2 separate regions of the Mus musculus genome follow, and region 1 is linked to region 2. A link is a contact called in public HiChIP or PLAC-seq data. All regions are on one chromosome and are shown on one strand. The core of a region is the stretch at or near the end of the contact, and the rest is flanking DNA. Distances in the headings are between cores, read along the strand shown. Region 1 overlaps Cdh15 (cadherin 15). Region 2 holds the start of Cdt1 (chromatin licensing and DNA replication factor 1).

Evidence for each region. HiChIP or PLAC-seq counts read pairs in DNA pulled down with a chosen protein or histone mark.
Region 1: a contact with region 2 is called in an H3K27ac HiChIP or PLAC-seq map of SST interneurons, with 8 times the contacts expected there. The contact joins the enhancer-like site here to the promoter of Cdt1 in region 2. A contact is called at or near these places in 2 of 39 promoter capture datasets (cranial neural crest and neural stem cells), 1 of 484 Hi-C or Micro-C datasets (muscle stem cells), 14 of 115 datasets of contacts at active chromatin or transcription factors (the 230-238 cell line, DN3 thymocytes, the SCID.adh cell line and 9 more) and 2 of 9 other capture datasets (adipose tissue and liver).

The regions. Positions count from the first base shown.
Region 1 is chr8:122,863,941-122,866,993 of GRCm38.p6, forward strand. Cdh15 (cadherin 15) reads left to right here. Exons shown (of 14, transcript NM_007662.2): 9 at 303-445; 10 at 559-798; 11 at 1,050-1,289; 12 at 1,388-1,524; 13 at 1,658-1,822; 14 at 2,883-3,053. Among named protein-coding and RNA genes, the nearest start is that of Gm39273, 4.9 kb to the right of the region's middle. Within about 2 kb of position 1,396, at least 20 of the 459 cell types and tissues checked have an H3K27ac peak or open chromatin away from gene starts, as enhancers often do. A contact at or near this core is called in SST interneurons, where this site is marked.
Region 2 is chr8:122,566,611-122,569,590 of GRCm38.p6, forward strand. Cdt1 (chromatin licensing and DNA replication factor 1) reads left to right here and starts at 1,405. Exons shown (of 10, transcript NM_026014.3): 1 at 1,405-1,661; 2 at 2,477-2,635; 3 at 2,714-2,865. The coding sequence starts at 1,446.

The sequences.
Region 1 (3,053 bases), core at 146-2,645, 300 kb after region 2:
AGAGGAGAGACTCAATTCCTCCATGCCCTTTGCTCTCTTGTATGTCATGGTGCTCACACATGTGCACACACATGTGCACACACATGCAAATAAATAAGTTTTAAAAATGTTGAAATATAAAATGGAAATAATTAAAAAAAAAACGTTAGTTGGGGCTGGGGGTCCTCAAAGGCTGAATGCTGGCCAACCCCAGGTCACATATGGGTATGTGATAGTAATATGTGTTTGCATATATGCTATGGGACCCCATGTCTAGGCATCTTGGGTGAGCCTTATCCCTCTCCTCCCCTCCCCACCAATAGCTACTCCAAAGACTACGACCCAGAAGACTGGCTGCAAGTGGACGGGGCCACAGGCAGGATCCAGACCCAGCGAGTGCTGAGCCCTGCTTCACCCTTTTTGAAGGACGGCTGGTACAGAGCCATCATCCTAGCCCTGGACAATGGTGAGGGGAAGTGGGTGTTGTCTTTGTCCCATAGCCCGCTGCTCCCTTAAGTGGACAACTGACAGGGTAGCTTGTGGGTGGGGCTCGAACTTATTCGCTCTCCCTTCTTCCAGCCATTCCTCCTAGCACAGCCACAGGCACCCTGTCCATCGAGATCCTAGAAGTCAACGACCATGCCCCTGCACTGGCTCTTCCTCCATCTGGCAGCCTGTGCAGTGAACCAGACCAGGGCCCTGGCCTCCTCTTGGGTGCCACGGATGAGGACCTGCCCCCACACGGGGCCCCTTTCCACTTCCAGCTGAACCCCAGAGTACCAGATCTGGGCCGGAACTGGAGCGTCAGCCAGATTAACGGTGCGCTCCCCCCACGCCCTCCCCCACTCTCTCAGCTCCGCAACCCTGAGACCCAAGAGACAGGCCGATACAATGTATCGCCATGACTACATTCTCCGCCCCCGCCCCCCCCCTCCCTTGCCCGGGCTGGGATTCGTTTCCACAGTATCCAATGGGTAGATGGGGAAACTGATACCCAGTGACTCAGGTACTCTCTGGGCGGAAGCGGGGTTAACCTGGAGCTTCAGCTGACCACGCTGCGCCTTCTACAGTGAGCCATGCACGCTTGCGGCTCCGACATCAGGTCTCCGAGGGCCTGCATCGCCTGAGCCTGCTACTCCAGGACTCTGGGGAGCCACCCCAGCAGCGAGAGCAAACGCTGAACGTCACCGTGTGTCGCTGTGGGTCGGATGGCACTTGCCTGCCCGGGGCTGCCGCGCTTCGAGGAGGAGGTGTAGGCGTCAGCTTGGGGGCACTGGTCATTGTGCTGGCCAGCACCGTGGTCTTACTAGGTGAGTGAAGGTCCTTGGCCCCACCCTTTGTTCTGGGTCCCTTCCCCACCCTGCGTCCTTTAAGCGCCCACACTCCAGCCAGTCTCTCGTGCCTCCAGTTCTCATCCTGCTTGCCGCGCTCCGCACACGGTTCCGGGGGCATTCCCGGGGCAAGAGTCTGTTGCATGGCCTACAAGAGGACCTTCGGGACAACATCCTTAACTATGATGAGCAAGGAGGCGGGGAGGAGGACCAGGTAAGGAGAGGAGTGGTGGCTTAGACACACGGAACCCTGGAAAGGGGTCCCAGAATGTCCAGCAGCCTCCTAGAAGATCCTCTGGCAACCAGGAGGTCCCTTCTCTGACCTTAGCTGTTTACTATGCACACAGGATGCGTACGACATAAACCAGCTGCGCCACCCAGTGGAGCCGAGGGCCACAAGTCGCTCTTTGGGCAGGCCACCCCTGCGCAGGGATGCCCCCTTCAGCTATGTGCCACAGCCACATCGAGTGCTTCCCACCAGCCCATCTGACATTGCCAACTTCATCAGTGATGTAGGTGCCCTGTGGGGGAGGGGTGATCGCAGAATGGGGCAATGCATGCTTGTATGTATACATGCACATATGCACAAACACACAAATGTCCAGACCCTGCTTCCAGTCCCCATGCTACAGGGTGTCAGGGGGTGAGCTCACCAGCAGGACCCTGGCTGAGCTTTAGGAAAACCTCAGAGGGCAAGTGAGCAGGTTGACCACCCACTTTTCAAACCCTGTGGGTAGGAGCCGAACATTAGCAGCTATGTGGCCAGAGAAGGCCAGCCAGCACTGGCCTTAATAGTTCTGTTTCGTGTCCCTCTGGAAATCGTACCCATGCATGGTTCCTGACCTCCTTCTGTTTACTATGATGAGGTAGGACAGGACTTGCCTTGATGTCATCTGAAGAAAGCATCAGTTTGAACATCGCATGAGCGACTACTGTCTACACAAAAGATGATCAGAATGAGGGGGTGGAACGGGGATGGCTAAGTCTGAGTCTGGCCATGTGGGGAACCCCCTATTGACTGCCTGCCCACACAGCCCAGAGAAACGGGGCTCCCAGCAAACTGGGGGGCCTCCTTGGGGATGTTAATTCTAGTGCAGGGACTGGTCACGAGATAACTGGGGTGCCAGTGGAGATCCTGCCTCTGGAGGGGGCCAGATGGTTCTGGAAAGGTGCCTGAGAGACTGGGCGTGGGCGGGAGGAAGAGCTGCTATGACAGGAGACAGCTTCTCCTCACCCTGAGGGGAAGGGCCGGAGGGAACAGAACCTTCTCTGCCAGCCCGTTCTGCACAGGGGCGTGTTCTGCAGGCCCACCTTTTTTGTTTGTTTGGTTTTTCGAGACAGGGTTTCTCTGTGTAGCCCTGGCTGTCCTGGAACTCACTCTGTAGACCAGGCTGGCCTCGAACTCAGAAATCCACCTGCCTCTGACTCCCAAGAGCTGGGATTAAAGGCGTGTGCCACCACTGCATGCCCATCTTAAAAGAGACAGGGCTGTCCCTGCCTGTAGCTGAGCACCAGAGGGCACCCTGCTTGCCTGCCTGAGTGGTCCTGAGGTCTGTGGGGGCTTTTCCACAGGGCTTGGAGGCTGCGGACAGCGACCCCAGCGTGCCTCCCTACGACACAGCTCTCATCTATGACTACGAGGGAGATGGCTCTGTGGCAGGGACGCTGAGCTCCATTCTGTCCAGCCTGGGAGATGAAGACCAGGACTATGACTACCTCCGGGACTGGGGACCCCGCTTTGCT
Region 2 (2,980 bases), core at 155-2,654:
GGAAATTAATTCCCAGCCCATGGAATAGTGGCATCCAAATTAGGGTGTGTCTTCCCACTTTAATTAGCCTCAACTAGAAAATCCCTCATGGGCATGCCCAGAGGCATGGGCCGCATTCCTCATGGCTGCAAATATCAAAGAAAGGGACTCTATTCCCAAACGCTCAAGCGGCTGTGTTAGGCTTGATGCCTCTGGAACTTCCTGTTTGCTTGCTGTCTTACATTATGGGGGATCACTAGTATACCAGAGCACTCTCTGATCCTAGAACATCGGATTAGCTCAGCCATGTGTCACTTATCTAATCAGCTTCGATCAGGAGGCAGCTGGCTTTGTCTTGTCACTGGGCCAAACCAAGAATTCCCGCAGGGTTCCAAGGCTGTGCCCTCCCAAAGGCCAACTTGGCAGGGATGTAGAATGGTTACTATGGCTGGCCATGAGGCTCCAGGGTGTAGTACACTCAGGAGGTAGGAGCAACCAAGTCTCCAAACTTCTAAATCTTGGTCCTTTACTTCACAGCTGCAGATGCAGTTTAGCCTGATGCGCTGGACTGTGCATGATCCCACTTCCTGAGAAATCTCCTTCGGTGCAGCGTGTGCTTACAGCTGCTATCCAGGTTTCCCAGTTCCTGCTTCTCCACTGTCCCCTCACCCTCATGAGAGCCACCTTTGCCCAAAATGATCATACTGTCTGCATGGCCACTTCCTCCAGGAGTTGGGAGCATTGGGTGGGTGACTGCCATCTGATGAGGAAAGCAGACCTGCGTGGCCTCTCTGAATTTTCCCATGCTTCTAGGCCGCTTCCTGCCAAGGCGTAACTCCAACCTCTGCAGTCCTTAGCCCGGATGTGGCTAGGAAAATGAGATGCTTTTGGAGCCGGTTCGGCGGCATGAGTCGTCCTGGGTACTCATCTCGCTCATGGGACCGGACACTCAGCAGTTGCGTGTGACTCAGACCCAGCTACTTGGCTAGCCTTGGAGACCGGGCTAGTATTTTGTAAATGGGAACAACAGGAGCAGAAGTGTCTCCTTTCACGTGATTGCCTCTTTGCTGGGCCAAGAGCTGTCAGGGCCGCAGCCGCCGCTGTCCACACCGCGCGCCAAGTGGCTTTGAGAACCTTACGCACCACAGCCCCGCAGCCCGCGGAAACCACGCGGATCGCGGATGTACTACGCTGCACGCCAGCGCGCCAGCGCACAGGAGTCAAATAGTCTCCTGCCCCCAACCCTCCAGCCCCGGCCGCTCCCATTCTCGGTCCTCAATCCAAAGCTGCCGCGGGGGTGGTGGCCCGGCATGGCGCATGCGTCTCTTGGTGCCTACTAGCGCGCATGCCCCGGAGCGCGCACATTTCCCCCCTCCCAGAACTGTGCGTGGTGGTACGGCCTGGGCGGGGCGAGGCTGAAGCCGCGAAAGTTGCGCGGAATCCGCGGGAACTACCTTTTTGGCGCCATGGCGCAAAGTCGTGTTACCGATTTCTATGCGTGCCGTCGCCCTGGCCTTACGACTCCGCGGGCCAAGTCGATCTGTCTCACCCCGAGCCCTGGTGGCCTCGTGGCTCCTGCGTTCACCCGGAGCAGCAGCCGCAAGCGCGCCCGGCCCCCAGCCGAACCCGGGAGTGACCAGCCCGCGCCGCTCGCGCGCCGGAGGTTACGGCTGCCTGGATTGGTAAGGAGCGCGCGGGAGTCCCCCCAGAGGACCCTTGGTTAGGACAAGAGAACCAGGTTCTCGGGCGCCGAGGCAGAGGACTGGAGGAATAGAGTCGCGAGCAGGCTGGGCGCTTTTTCCTCTCCCCAGGGCATTGCTGACGTAGGCAGAGGGTACCTGGGCTTCCGGGGAGGCCGCAGCTGGCGGGGGTGAATTGTGGTGGTGTGGGGGTTATGCAAAGAATTGAGGGCTGGAGAGATGGCTCAGCGGTTAAGAGCACTGACTGCTCTTCCGAAGGTCCTGAGTTCAAATCCCAGCAACCACATGGTGGCTCACAGCCATCTGTAGTGAGATCTGATGCCCTCTTCTAGGGTGTCTGAAGACAGCTACCGTGTACTTACATATAATAATAAATAAATCTTTAAGTAGGAGTGAGCAGGGCCAAGCTGAAGTGAGAGAGGTCAACCAGAGCAAACAGAGATCCTAAATTCAAATTCCCAGCAACCACATGACAGCTCACAACCATCAATACAGCTACAGTGTATTCATATACATATAAATAAACAAATAAACCTTTAAAAAAAAAAGAATTGAGCTGGAGTTCCTGAAATGGAGAGAGGGCCCTGGAGGGCCAGGCCTGCGAGCTGCTTCAAGACTGGACAGACCAGGTGGATCTTTCCTAACTGCTTCATCAAGCATCTCCATAGACAGGCACCCCCTAGCGCCTGACTCCTGCCCTCCGAGTCGAGTGAACTGATACCCTAGTTCTGGCTCAGCAGGGAGCAGGTACCCCTTCCCACCCCCAGTTTATTGTTCTGTGCCTTCTTAATCGCCAGGACTCCTGCCCCAGTTCTCTGCCTGAGCCCAGTTCCCCAGCTGAGCCCAGCCCTCCAGCTGACCCTAGCCCTCCAGCTGACCCTGGCTCCCCCGTTTGCCCATCCCCCGTCAAGCGAACAAAGAGTACAACTGTTTATGTTGGTCAACAGCCGGGCAAGGTAAGAAGGCTGGACTGAGGGTGGGCTGTGGGCAGGGGCATGCGGAATTTGCAGAACTGACAGTGCCTATGTCCCCAGATCCCCTCAGAGGACTCCGTCTCTGAGCTCCAGTCCTGCCTGAGGCGGGCACGGAAGTTGGGAGCCCAGGCACGGGCCCTGAGAGCCCGAGTCCAAGAGAATGCTGTGGAGCCTAGTACCCCAGATGCCAAGGTGCCCACAGAGCAACCATGGTGAGTCCTAGTGGGGCCACAAGGTTAAGGCGAGGACAGACCTTTGGGAGGCGCTGTGGGGTCTGAGTGGGTGGATGGCCTAAACCGTACCTCAGTCTCCTCCCTACCACTATGC